Linked DNA regions of Lactuca sativa: region 2 is linked to region 1. A link is a contact called in public Hi-C data. All regions are on one chromosome and are shown on one strand. Each heading gives the region's core, a stretch centred on a gene start, on an enhancer-like site or on the middle of the called end of the contact. The rest is flanking DNA. Distances are from core to core; before and after follow the strand shown.

Evidence for each region. A called contact is a pair of places that touch in the nucleus more often than the background predicts.
Region 2: a Hi-C map of seed shows a contact between it and region 1, with 4 times the contacts expected there. The contact joins the promoter of LOC111884047 here to the promoter of LOC111884045 in region 1. A contact is called at or near these places in 3 of 4 Hi-C or Micro-C datasets (leaf and seed).

What each region holds. Positions count from the first base shown.
Region 1 is chr8:156,900,720-156,905,387 of Lsat_Salinas_v11, forward strand. LOC111884045 (eukaryotic translation initiation factor 3 subunit C) reads left to right here and starts at 2,184. Exons shown (of 4, transcript XM_023880375.3): 1 at 2,184-2,340; 2 at 2,521-2,595; 3 at 2,740-4,515. The coding sequence starts at 2,569.
Region 2 is chr8:157,184,442-157,189,109 of Lsat_Salinas_v11, forward strand. LOC111884047 (protein DEFECTIVE IN EXINE FORMATION 1) reads left to right here and starts at 2,526. Exons shown (of 13, transcript XM_023880377.3): 1 at 2,526-2,922; 2 at 3,517-3,627; 3 at 3,794-3,876; 4 at 4,025-4,142; 5 at 4,417-4,574. The coding sequence starts at 2,792.

The DNA.
Region 1 (4,668 bases), core at 934-3,433:
AAAGTTATATTTAAAATGTACATTACAGTAAAAACAAATTTGATATTTTTGGAGGAACTAATGTTCTCCTAGTAATACATAAAATATACATAAAATATATATAGTAAACAATAGCTTCGTAAATTAGTAAATTAACATTTCTATTTTCTACCCTTTTCATGCTTACATTTCTGTTGTGTTTCACCATCATATTTTTATTAATGTAAAAAATTGTAAATAAACATGGAAGTCATCATTAAAACCTAATTGGCACAATATTAAATGCAATATATAATATATTTTTAATATTTATATACGGTATACTATATCTTTGTTTACCAAAGATCACACCATATGACTTTGTTTACCAAAATCTACATGTAGGCTACACTAAAATATATTGGACAAGAATATGATTGGATTTAAGAGGCAACCAAATTTGCAATTAGAATACACATGGATCAAGTAAAGCTTATTCCTGGTATATATCTCATTGCTCAATGGCTTCAGTTTGTCAAGACGTTTGTTTCATCTAAAACATGAAAAAATCTCATTGTCTGAACTAAGAAAAACATAAAGTAAGTCTTTTGTGACATAAGTATACAATTCATCAAAAACAGTTTATCCATGTTCACAGTCCAATTTCTATAAGTCCAATTTCTATAAGTCCTACAGATTAAAAAAATCCAAAATTTAAAATTTCAATGTTCCTATAAAAAGAATCTCAAATTCACCAATTACTAACCATTGATGTAGTAGACCTTGGTGACGAAGTACAAAACATCGTTAGCTCGACTGCCTGGGAAAAATAATCACTTCAAAATTCAATTTGATTGAAAGATTGAGGAATATGTTTTTTGAAACGAAAAATCTAATCTATTCTTACCTAAACTACTCCTTAATTTCACATATGTTCATGACGGAGTTTGAACCTTCAACCTCAATAAGAGAGGAAAACACAAGATACTGCTAGACTAGAAGTCTTTTGGTAGAAAGTGTATATGTAAAAAGATAACTTAAATATTTCAACATTTTTTTCTTACATATTCTTTTATTCTTTTTAAATGACGACATTTATTATCGTATAAAAATATAACTATTTTCATTAAATATGCTACATGTCATAATTTAAGATGAGCAGCAGAATATGTAAGAAGAAAATGTAGATAGAGAAAATCAACAACATATGTAAATGTGTAGGGATAATGTATTTTTGTTGCTAATTTTTTATTAACATAATTTACAAATGATTCAATTGTATTAAATTATATAAAAATGTTGACTTCATTGCTGAAAAATTTAAATTATGTATCATCTAATACTTTAAATAATTTATTTTTATTAATAAACCAACTAAAAAAGAAAACAATTAGATTAATGAGACACATAAAGAGTATAAATTGATAAGCCGTTTTTTTTTCGGGCACCCCCACAATTCCTATTTATACCCTACCTTTTGTTTTTTTTTAAATCTTTTTTACTATTTTTTTTTGTCTTTTGTTGTTGTTTTTTATTTTTTTTGTTGTTTTTTTGTTATTTTTTTATTTTTAATATTTTTAATAAATACATATTATTATTATTATTATTATTATTAAAATTAAAAAAATTGATCGCACTATTTTTGCGTTATTTTTTTTTCATTCAAACTATCACTATGTTATTTTTTCGATCGGGCTATCCATGTATTATTTTTCCATTCGAATTATCCTCATGTTATTTTTTTCCATTCCGACTATCTCTGTGTTATTTTTTCTGTTCCGACTATCTCTGTGTTATATTCCGTTTAGACTATTCATATATTATTTTTTTTCCGTTCAGATTTTTTTTTCTTTCATTTAGACTATTAAAGAGACATTAAATCAAATCAATTATTTAAAATAATAATAATAATATTAATAATAATTACAGAAATAATAATAATAATAATAATAATAATAATAATAATAATAATAATAATAATAATAATAATAAATAAATAAATAAATAAAAAATAACATAAAATAAAACAAAAATACTAAAACCAAAAACACCAAAAATATAAATTATATGAAATCAAAATGAGTTTTTAAGATGATAAAGAAAACAAAAGAGAAGTATATGGAGAAATGCCATGGATGAAGGAGGATATAATATTTTTCCAGAAACTTGGGCCGAATCAAAATTCGAATTTAGCCCAATTTAAACCTGATAATAACATATTTCCCGAAACTTGGGCCCAATCAGAATATCAGATCAAATCAATTAACTGTCATCTTTCCCCCCTTAATAAAAACCTAAAATTGCCGGAATCGCCGACGCAACTCGGAAGAGCATTCTCCCTCCATTCTCCTACGGCCATCATCTGCCTTTTCACTCTTTCAGGTACCGTATATCACATCTCTCTCTGCTCTCTTGTACTATTTATTGCTGCATTATTGAGTACAAAAAAAATTCGATGTATTTTTCTGTGTTTTGTTGCAGATCTGTAATTTTGGCATTTGGTCGTAAATTTTTTCTTAAAGTTTTATAACAATATGTAATTTCAAATGTCTTATCGTGCAGTTTCGGTTATACTTGGATTTGTGATTTGCTAATCTGCGAGATAAGAAAATGGCGTCGAAATTTTGGAGTAATCAGGTTTGTTTGCCACTGGATAGTGATTTTCTTGTCAATGATTTTTATTCGTGAATCAAAAGCTTAATAAAGAAACAGTCTCATTGTTGCGTTCGTGTAGTTGTTGAAATTTTGATAATGTGATCTCATTACTTTATATTTCCACAGGGCGATAGTGACACTGAAGATGAAGTTACTGATTCAGAACAGGATGATGTTAACGAGGGGCAAGAAGCTGCTATCAGTGCCCCTGGCGCTAACAAATATCTTGACAATAGTGATAGTGATAGTGAAGACGGAGATAGTCATAAGCGTGTTATCAAATCTGCAAAAGACAAACGATTTGAGGAGTTGTCTGCAACTATTGATCAGATGAAGAATGCAATGAAGATTAACGACTGGGTGAGTCTTCAAGAGAGCTTCGACAAGATCAACAGACAGCTTGAAAAAGTCATGAGAGTTACAGAATCTGATAAGGTCCCTAACAACTATGTCAAAGCTTTAGTCATGTTAGAGGACTTCTTGAATCAAGCCATGGCAAACAAGGAGGCAAAGAAGAAGATGAGTAGTAGCAACGCCAAAGCTTTGAATTCAATGAAGCAGAAACTTAAGAAGAACAATAAGCAGTATGAGGAGTTGATTAATAAGTGTAGAGAAGCTCCCGAAAGCTTTGAAGATCAAGAGGATGTAGAAGAGGTGTCTGAGGAAGAAGATGAAGATGAATCCGGTTCTGAGATTGATGACCCAACAAATGCAGAATCAGAATCAGAATCTGGGGACGATGAAGATGAAGAAGAGGAAGAAGATGAACCTGGTTGGGAGAAAAAGATGAATAAGAAAGATAAGTTAATGGAGAAACAGTTCAAAGATCCAAACCAAGTCACTTGGGATACAGTCAACAAAAAGTTTAAAGAAATCGTTGCAGCTCGTGGAAGAAAAGGAACAGGAAGACTCGAACTTGTTGAGCAGTTGACTTTCTTGACCAGGGTAGCTAAAACCCCTGCACAAAAGCTTGAAATCCTATTCAGTGTTGTATCTGCACAATTCGATGTCAACCCAGGTTTGAGTGGACACATGCCAATCAATGTATGGAAGAAATGTGTCCAGAATCTTCTAGTAATCCTTGATATTCTAGCCCAATATCCAAACATTCTAGTTGATGATTCAGTTGAACCTGAAGAAAACGAGACCCAAAAAGGAACAGACTTTGATGGGACTATTCGTATATGGGGTAACCTTGCAGCTTTTCTTGAAAAAGTAGATGTTGAATTCTTTAAAAGCTTACAATGCATTGATCCTCATACACGTGAGTATGTTGAAAGACTCCAAGATGAGCCTTTGTTTTTTGTTCTTGCTCAAAACATTGGAGAGTATTTAGAACGTGTTGGGGATCACAAAGCTTCAGCTAAAGTAGGATTAAGAGTTGTTGAACTTGTTTATTACAAACCACAAGAAGTATATGATGCTATGCGAAAACTCTCCGAACAAGATTTAGAGAATGAAGAAGAGCCAAAAGCTATGGGTCAGGGTCCAATTTCATTTGTGACAACTCCTGAAATTGTGTCAAGAAAGCCGAGTTTTCCTGAAAGTAGTAGGGAATTGATGGATTCATGTGTTTCTCATATTTATAAACATGGAGATGAAAGGACGAAAGCGCGTGCCATGTTATGTGATATTTACCATCATGCCATTTTGGATGAGTTTTCAATTGCGAGAGATTTGTTGCTTATGAGTCACTTGCAGGATAATGTTCAGCACATGGATATTTCAACTCAGATATTGTTTAATAGATCCATGGCTCAACTTGGGCTTTGTGCATTTAGAGCTGGACTTATTGCTGAAGGGCATGGATGTCTTTCTGAATTGTACTCTGGTGGGAGAGTCAAAGAATTACTTGCTCAAGGTGTGTCTCAAAGTCGCTATCATGAGAAGACTCCTGAACAGGTAATTTCTCTACAGTTTCTCCCTTTATGAGTAAATTACATTTTTGGTCCCTGTGCTTAGATGTTTTTTTAATTTCTTCTCACTTCTCAAAACAAATCTTTTTCTTTTTTGGACCTTATTTCACAGCTTTACAATCAAATATTCAAATGCAAC
Region 2 (4,668 bases), core at 1,276-3,775, 280 kb after region 1:
TCTCTGCCCCTAGACCCTGCCAGTGACGTAGCCCCTTGGAACCCTGTATCCAGGGGCAGAGGCCCTGGACCCCTTATTCCCAATTTTACATTTATCACTCTGAGTGTGTGCTCTATATCTTCTGTCTCGGTTAGTAAATGAAGATCAATCTATTCCAATATTAATAGTAATAACTATACTAAAATATGTTGATAACACTAAAATCACATGTATTTGATATATAATATGATTTTTTCTATATAATTAGCCTTCACCTTAACACCATTGTGGTTGATTATCCGTAGTTTGGCTATTTTTATTTATGTACACAATTCTCGTGTTTTTTGTTGTAATTGTAAATTTTCAAAGAGGCACGAGCCGGATTTTTTTATAAATTTTTTATTAAATGGTTTCACGTAAGAGTAATACGATAAATTTCGTATTTGATTTTATGTGATTAAGCGAAGGTTTCGAGTGTTCAAAAAGCTGTTGGCATGAAGATGGAACAAATTTTGAGATCTACATATAAAAAAGTTATTATTGCAATAATTTAGGTATTACTCTAGGAAATTAACCATATTAACTTTTGCTATGACTTAGTGGAGTTGATAACTTAGTATACATGCCCACAATAGTTTTGTGTAGTTATTTTACATGATTTTAATTTATTTGTAATAATTGATCGTATGCCACCTATTGGATACAAAATTAGAACAAGACACCAAAAGTAGAGTTTTTTAACAAGTAACAAACGGGATTTTGATTAAAAAGGTTTTGAAGCAAAGGCGAAATTATTAAACATTTTTTAATCATAAGATTGCAAAACTAATTAACCTTTTATTAATCTTAAGCATTGTGTCCTATTTACGAGATAATTCTTAAACACCCAATCACTGACTTCACAACCAACACTCTTAGGCACTCGGTTTATCTTGGTGGAGGGAATGTGAAACTTATTAAGGTGTAGAGACTGATTCACCTTTTAACTTTATACTTTGTTAGTAGCGGGTCAAGGGGGAGCTACCCCTTGAGGGGACCGGGGGCGATGCCCTATGAAGAGATTTTTCGTAGGCTAGTTCCTATATCATATTACTCTTCAAATTTGTCATGTGTCATTTTTTCATCATATTTTATGGGTCTGACCTTATTGAGAGTTTTAAGTCAAACAACTAACATTTATTTTCCATTAATTTGTGTAACATGTAATACTGAAGCCATAGTAATAATAAAACTCTATTTTAAGTTTGTTGTGGACGTAACCAATCATCCTGATCGTGTGAACTACGTAAATTGATTATCTTTAATTTTTCGTTTTTTTACAGTACTATTTTTTTGTTTGTGAAGTCATTTATCAAGTTGTTGAAGTGTTTAATCCTTTTATATATTTTTAGCCCAAAGACACTTATAATGTACAACATGCTTCTGTACACATTCATTAAAGTACCTAGATCCAAGGTAATGTCTGGTTTGAAAAATGTTTATAAATGAATTGAAATCTATCAAGGAATTGGAATTTGTTCAGAATTATAATCTAATTCCATATTTTCCTTGGTTTCTAGGAAATGAAATTGGAATCTAATTACATATTCCATTTTGTTGGAGAGAAATGGAATTTGAATAATGTAAAATAGACAAATTTCCGTTCTTGTTGTTTTTACATAATTTTACTTTGTTTTATTTTTTATATGTAAAGATATAATATATATAATTCCTTAGCGAATCTTGAACCAAACATGAAGATCTAGTGGAATCGGATTCTAATTCCCTCTAATTCCCAAGGATTCTAGCGAACCAAATGCTACCTACAAGTTGTGTTTGATATAATTGATAAATTTTTTCCAACACATTCTCATAACTTTCTCGAGATAAAAGGTGTATATGGAGGAAACAAAGATATACAAGCATACTCGACGATTCAACAATGTAAGCATAAAATTGACGATTCAACGATGTAAGCATAAAATTGATCGAGTCAAGTTGAAGCAGTGAAATCCATGGAAGAAGACATAGGTAGAAAAGAAGTTATAGCTTCTTTACGCAACATTTTTAAATCCATTAATAGTTTTCTTAGCCAATCAATATTTACGCAACATTTTTAAACGATATTTTTAAACAATTATAACTCGTCAATTATACGATTGTGTAGTCCATGTGTTAAATACACAATCCCCTCATATAGATTTTAAAACAACTAATTGTTAATTGAAAGCCATGTTTATTTACTATACAATTTATAACAATTGCATTTAGATGAAGAAAATAAAAATAGTCTTTTTTGTGAGATAAAAACCTAACCGTTAACAATGTTCCTTTATATTGAAAAATGCTCAAACATGAATACAATTCTAGTTTTATAAACATAATTATCAATTTATTATATTGTATTTTAGTAAATAACTCACAATATTGTGAATAATCCATCTAACTTAGTTTTATTATATGTTTAGTTACACCTAATAATTAACATGTACAATTTTTAGATTATTTTTCTTTTAACCAATAAAATAATTGATAATCGAAATATAGAATGCATTTTTTTCCTCATTACCTTCTCGGTCTCTTACCAAACACAAAGAGTGCGATTAAATCCGCTAATGGTGGGAGGGTCTTCTGTAACTCCAATTCAGGTCTAATAGACACTGCTGCCTGTCGTCGTCCCTCTCGGATCGTCGTCTCTGCTTGCGAAAATCTCTGTTACAGAGAAGATTCCCTAGGGTTTATTCATATCTGCATCTGATCCATCATTTGTGCGCTTTCTCTCATTTCACATACTTCATCTTGTAGTGAACTTAGTAAGATCAAGGTCATCTTCATGAAAATTAGGGTTTTATTTCTTTTACTTCTCTTTTCTATATCATTGAGTCTAATCCATGGAGAGGAAGCAAAAACGAACAAGTTTCGTGAACGTGAGGCTACCGATGATAACCTGGGCTATCCCAATTTGTAAGCCTTCTTATTTGTTACTTTGAATTTCGCCCATTTTTTGCATGATAATTTAATGTTTGATAATTTAGCTACTTCTGTATCATTTGGAGCATGAATCCGTTTCTGAATTATGAGCTCCTAATAAAGACCTAGAAGTAATTCTTACCGTGATTTCTGCTGATCTGGGAGTTATTTGATCAGCTTGCTTAAGTTAGTTCATTTGGATTATCTATCGACCCTTGAGGTGAAGTGAATTGAATCTGGATGATGATTTGTTGTTTGTGCCCTGGCTTCTGTGTGGGCATGTTAGTAGGGGGATTGTAGAAACATGGTATTGATTGTGAGTTCTTTATGAGGGCTTACTAGTAATCTCCTTACAAGGGCTTCTAGTAGTAAACTAGTAATAGGTGATTACATAACTTCTCATCATGGATATTTTGTTTTGTCTCTATTAGTTAGAAATACAATAGGGGAAGAATTACAGAGTGATAGGGACTTAGTGTAAGCGAATCTTGAAGTGCTTCAATATTACTGCTCTTAGTATTTCTTTCTAACAATGTACATCTTTTACAGTTGTTTCTGTTACTGACTTTTTTGGTTTTGATGTGGTAGTGATGAGGATGAATTGTTGAATAAACAATGCCCTCAGAATTTGGAGCTAAGATGGCAGACTGAAGTTAGTTCTAGCATATATGCAACACCATTGATTGCTGACATTAACAGGTAAAGAGAGTTGACAACTGTCTCCTCAAGTTAGTGTTACCATTTTTTTACAGCAAACCATTTTTTATTGATATAAACTTCGTTTCATATAGTATTTTAATCCAAGTATATAATTATATAAATATCCCCTATTAGGCTATTAATAAGATTTTTTTTTGCATCTCAGTGATGGCAAGCTTGATGTTGTTGTTCCATCTTTTGTTCACTACCTGGAAGTTCTAGAAGGTTCTGATGGAGACAAAATGCCAGGTATTTTTTACTCTATCGCAATCAATTGCTTCTTATTTGCATCTCTACACTATGTTTTTCTGTTATAGGACTTCTTTCTTGTGATCATCAAAAGACCAAAATACCCTTATTCTGTGTATAATACTTCTGTTTTGTATGATTTTATCAGGATGGCCTGCTTTTCATCAATCCACTGTTCATGCAAGTCCACTCTTATATGACATTGACAAAGATGGTGTGAGAGAAATAGCTTTGGCTACATACAATGGCGAGGTGCTCTTCTTCCGGTACAACCGTTTTTATTAGTTTTTTTTTTCAGCATTTTTTCCTTTTCTTCTTAGGGCTAAATGCAAGAAATAGCAACATACTTTCGTTTATCTTTGTACTACAATTTCCCACTTTCATTTCTTCATATTACAACATTCTGCTTTTGATTCTTTTCTTTTTAAAGCACATACTTTTAAAATTGCTTTGTATTTGGATGGCATTGCTATTTCTTGTGTCTAACCCTTACCCATGGAACATCCATACTCAGTGATGGTTTTGCTTACATTTTTGCAGGGCTTCAGGTTATATGATGTCAGATAAACTAGAGGTTCCTAGGCTAAAAGCTAAAAGAGATTGGTATGTGGGATTGCATCCAGAGGTAGTTGATCGATCACATCCAGATGTTCATGATGACCTACTCAAAGAGGAGTCTGCTGTTCACTCCATACCTCGTATGTCTTTACTTTTTTTTATAAAATAATGATGGGAAAATATTCATATGGGTTAAATTCAAGAAATAGCAATGTATTTTCATTGATTTGTTTC